Linked DNA regions of Danio rerio: region 1 is linked to region 2. Evidence: chromatin contacts called from public Hi-C data. All regions are on one chromosome and are shown on one strand. Each heading gives the region's core, a stretch centred on a gene start, on an enhancer-like site or on the middle of the called end of the contact. The rest is flanking DNA. Distances are from core to core; before and after follow the strand shown.

Region 1 (2,700 bases), core at 111-2,610, 98 kb before region 2:
TGTGTGGTGACCAAGAGGGGTACAGATCTGGGACTTCAGCTGGAAGAGGAGCAGCACTGGTAGCCAAACCCCACAGGGAAGGCTTGAGATGGGACATAACAGGATAGGGAAAGGGCATGATGGGATGATTGACATCCAGACTTCGTGCGATTCCCATGTGATACTGCAGACTCAGCACCTCAGCCCTGAGCTGGGCATTCTCTTCGCTCAGCGCCAGAAGCTGTCCCTCCAGCATGAAGTCATTGAGTCGACGCTTCTCTCTGGACCGTTTGGCAGCCTCGTTGTTCTTCTTTCGCTTGACCCAATATGACGCGTCTTTTTTCTCTGAGGGGGTCATCTCACGTTTACGCCGTCTGCTGGTAATGAGTGGATTACGGTATGACTGGAAGTGGAAGAGTCGCCTTGCCAGTGTGGACGAGCCGGTGAGCGGAAGACGCCTCCTTAGATTTCCGGGTTCGTCTTTGCTGGCTGAGATCTCACCAGTGGAGGAAGGAAGACAAGCGTCTGCTAGAGGCTCTGGACTTCTGTTGGTACTCATTGTTCTGGTGAGACATAGAACATCACGATCAGTAGGCCCCAATACTTTGATATATACAACTTTTTGTTTTGATAACTACAGAGATCATGTAATTAATTTGTTTTATGATTACTAATGATGCTAGAATTAGGAAGCTTACCATTCATTATAACCTAAATTTGTGATCACTCACTACAGTTTCAGAACTAGAGTAAAAATAAACATGAGAAATTTGTCACCCTACCAAGGAAGCACATAGGACAAATTATATTTTTAAATGTGTAAAATGATGTCTACGACAAGAACACGTCGGGCTCGCGCTTAGCGATGCTTGGTTAGATCTGATGCACACAACCTACCGCAACTGAAGAAATCGACCATGAATAAAAGATCTTAGATATTCACCTGCTAAAATCTAGGCAATTTGTAGGTCATTTGATCTGCTTTTTAAAAACGACGCACTTTGGTTCAGAACCTATCAAAACCACATCACATCAAGCCACAACATCGTCTTCATATCTATCGATCTAGAATTAAATTTCTGCATGTTTGACCTTAGTTTTAAGTTTGCATACACAATACTAAACCAGAATCTAAAGTCTAAACTGAAGACAGCTGTCACAAGAAACATTCACTGTACCTTACCGTACACTGCTGCCACAGGAGGGATGCTGGAGTGACACTGAATTTAAAGGACATCAGCTTAAAGGTAGAGCTTTTAGACTGGAAACATGCAAAGAGTCGCACTCTGCCGACCAATGACTGTCAAGGTGGCAAATGCCTATTGCATGAAAGGAGCAGTAGTAGGTGAGGACCACGTCTTCCTTCCTCAGTCTCAGAGGCGGAGACTTAAAAACAATTTTCTCTGTGGTTTGAGATGACTCACAGTTTTGTTTGTTCTACTTTTTGATTTGAAGAAATTCTGGCAGGTAGACTCAGCATCTGTTTGCGCTTTTATATATTTATGTGTTGAATTTAGCAATAATCTATTTTATTTATTAAATGGTTTTACTCGTGGATTCAGACAAAACTGGCACAATAATAACAAGACTAAATATACACTACCTAACAAAAGTCTTGTCGCCTATCCAAGTTTAGATTACACTAATTTTACCGAAATTAAATATGATCATGTCTTGATTTTTAATTATTTAATTAGGACAGTAAGGTCTGACTGCTCAGACAAAAGTCTTGCCACTTAACAGAAATAATGTACAGTATAGAATATAAAGTCATGCTGCCGTGGAAGAAGAATTATATTGTGTATGACTTCCATGCGCTTGAAGGACTGCATCCATACATCTCTGCAATGACTCAAGTAACTTAATAAAGTCATCTGGAATGACAAAGTAAGCATTCTTGCAGGACTCCCAGAATTCATCAAGAGGCTTTGGATTCATTTTCAATGCCTCCCTCTTCATCTTACTCCAGACATGCTCAACAGTGTTCATGTCTGGTGACTGGGCTGGTCAATCTTAGAGCACCTTGACATTCTTTGCTTTCAGGAACTGTTATGTGGAAGCTGTGCTATCCTGCTGAAGACTTTGCCCTCTCCTGTGGTTTGTAATGTAATGGGCAGCACAAATGTTTTGATACCTCAGGCTGTTGAGGTTGCTATCTACTCTCTCACATGCCCCCACACTGAATGTAACCCAAACCATGATTATTCCTTCCCCAAACTTGATAATTTCTATAAGAATCATGGATCCATGAAGGTTCCAATAGGTTTTCTGTGTTATTTGTGATGATTGGGATGCAGTTTAACAGACGATTCATCTGAAAAAAGCTGCCTTCTGTCACTTTTTTTAAATGTCAAGTTATTATTTGTTGCTCTTACATCTGGGATTGACGACAAGACTTTTGTCAGGTAGTCTATGTGCATAAAAACACAATTGTATTACTACTTCATAATTGAAATGGCATATGCAAGCATGGGCATGTGCACATAGTACAATATTATTTTAATCATTCTGTATCTAGATGATTGGTCAACATCTTCATTCACAATTTAATCATCCAACAGCCGCGTATCACTGCACCACACAATTCTTAATCATTGTAGCAACATCACAATCAATATAGTGCATATATTTTGTATATGTCAGCAAAATCACTTAAAGTCTAGTAGGGATACAGCTATGGCGTAAAGTTAACAGAATTATTTCTACAACAAAATTACTGCA
Region 2 (2,700 bases), core at 63-2,562:
ATTTGGGTGTACTAGTTTTTGGAGCGTTATCATAAGTAAGATTATTAGTTTTAGTAGTTAGATAAGCTCCAGATTTGGCTTCAGTACTGATTAATCTAATGTACATGCACAAATAAAATATTGTGTAGCTTCCTATTAAAAATCTGAATTTAAAAGATAGTCTAGTATCTATTTAATTTTGAGTCTGACTACAACAGGTTTAGCTGTTGTTTATGATATTTCACCCTAAATGTGTGCATTAATAAATGTTATAAAGAAGCACAACAGATGTGCAGTGATATATAATTACTTAGTGCACCTTAAACGATGGTTTCAGATTACATTCAACAGTATTCAATATAAAAGTGAAGGGCAGAGCAAATTCGGAAGTAGTACTAATGGACAACATGTAATTTACACTTATCCCATGCACTTTGTCATTCCATTTGTAATAAATTAAATCTGTAATAGGTCCAACACGGACATTGTAATGCAGATTATTACAGAATATTCATTAATAGCAGCACATACCTGGTGCCTTTGTTAGAGATACGCCATCCACCTTCACCTATGCCCCTCTTTATCCTCCTCTATCTCTCTCCCTCTCCATCTTCTCTTAACTCATCTTCCCCCCCAATCCTACCCTTCTATCAGTCCATGACCATTACGCTCATAAATCAATATTGACGACCCATCATGCGAAGAATGAATTACGGGACTGTGGATAGCTATAGTCATGTGACCACCGGGTCTTACATTATGTTTCAGCCATTTAGTTGACGCCATTATGCATGGAGACCTGGAATGAAGTCCTTTCAATGCGAGGCAGAGGAAGGAGACACATTACGGTCTTTAAAAGCACTTCATTGCTGTTTCTCTTCAACTGATAATAAACGAGGTGTGAAAGAAATGAATAGGCCGGTTGGCGATGCAAAGCAGATACTGTAGCTCTTAACAAGAAGTTTCATACAAACACTCACCCACACGTTCACGCAGGGGGAATATGATCGATGCTTCATTTTGAGTGTTCTGATGCATTCATACATTGTGAGTAATCAAAATGATGTCCGATTGAGCTTTTCACAAGGTGTCCATGTATTTAGAGAAGATTTACAGTCTTCTGGTGTGCTGATCTGCAGAACTGAGGGACGAGGCCTGTGCTTAAGCCTCTAAATGAAAATATGTGGGCTGCTAAGAGAGCCAATCGTAGAAGTGCTTTCATTGCCCTCTGGCCACTCGTGACCTCTTGACCCTGGCCATGACTCCTCAGGCCAAAGGTTACCCTCAGGGGTCAAAAAAGGATCAGGTCCAAGAGTTGTCGTCATGGAAACCACAAGAGAGAGATGGAGATAGGGAGGTAGAGGGGAGATCATGGTGCTTGCCGAGAGGTCCTCTTTGTTTCATCGTCCAGTGGTTTTGTGGCTTTAGGATCCCCCTGCTGGTCAAAACAGTTGGTTTAAGGCTGAAAAGCGAAGCTGGTGAGGTCCACTGGCTTTTTTTGTTTCATTTTTTTCTGTGCACATACAATAGGGGAATAAGCATTCAACACGTCATGTTTTTCTGGAAAAAAAATATTCGGGGCTGTTAACTTGGGGTTGAACCAGATTTTGGTGAAAACCCAAACACTAAAAGCATAAAAATACACAAAACAAAAATAAATCTGAAAAAATAAGTGTAATAACAATGAAATGACACAAGGATGAAGTACTGAACTATTGAAACATATTTAACACTTTATGTAAAGGCTTTTTTGGTGATGGCTGCTTAAATTCGCCTCTCCTCTGAAACATGAATTGCTCAGGACTTCAACAGAGTGTGGAAAATCTTGATAATTTTGTGGGTCTTGTCTATCAAATCTGATCTTTATTTTGTATTTCCTATTGGATTCAAGTCAGGTGATTGGCTGGGCCATTCTATAGCTTAATTTTTTTTTCCTGTTCTGAAAGAATTTAAGAGTTTTCTTGGCTGTGTTTTGGATTATTGTCTTGCTGAAATGTCCACCTTGGTTTCATCTTCACCATCCTGGAAACGTAGATGTTGGACTGAAGCAGCTAATATTCATTTACAATGAGGAAGAGCAGAGGGTTGCTAAAGAACTGGAGACATTTCAGCTAATGTCTGGGCTTTCTCTGCCTTTCTACACCCCCCTTTCTTCATCAAGTTTTTCTGTGTTGTATCATTCATTCATTTTCTTTTCGGCTTAGGCCCTTTATTAATCTGGGATCGCCACAGTGGAATGAACCGCCAACTTATCCAGCACATGTTTTACGCAGTGGATGCCCTTCCAAATGCAAACTATCACTGGAAAAGATCCATACACACTCATTTACACACATACACTACGGCCAATTTAGCTTACCCAATTCACCTGTACCGCAAGTCTTTGGACTTGTGGGGGAAACCGGAGCACTCGGAGGAAACACACACGAACACGGGGAGAACATGCACACAGATCTCCCCACAGAAATGGCAACTGAGTGTCATATCATTTTATATAATAATTCATAAACTAATTAACGTTGTTTTCTTTGTAGATATGGATTTCTTTTGTTGTTACCAACATCAGGTGAAAGTCATCAGCACCTTTAGAAACATAATTGGCTCATTCCTTTATATACATTTCTGGAGTTCGTAAATCATCTTTCAAACGAACACTATGGGGTGGTATGGCACTGTTGCTCTTGTCACTTACCAGTTTATCTGGTAGCTCGACACGTATGT

The links. A called contact is a pair of places that touch in the nucleus more often than the background predicts.
Region 1: a contact with region 2 is called in a Hi-C map of embryo, with 2.2 times the contacts expected there. The contact joins the promoter of si:dkey-172o19.2 here to the enhancer-like site in region 2. A contact is called at or near these places in 3 of 18 Hi-C or Micro-C datasets (caudal fin, embryo and hematopoietic stem cells).

What each region holds. Positions count from the first base shown.
Region 1 is chr22:20,389,755-20,392,454 of GRCz12tu, reverse strand. si:dkey-172o19.2 reads right to left here and starts at 1,360. Exons shown (of 2, transcript XM_005170532.6): 1 at 1,163-1,360; 2 at 1-542. The coding sequence starts at 538.
Region 2 is chr22:20,291,268-20,293,967 of GRCz12tu, reverse strand. No RefSeq gene overlaps it. Among named protein-coding and RNA genes, the nearest start is that of foxq2, 14 kb to the right of the region's middle. Within about 2 kb of position 1,312, at least 7 of the 62 cell types and tissues checked have an H3K27ac peak or open chromatin away from gene starts, as enhancers often do.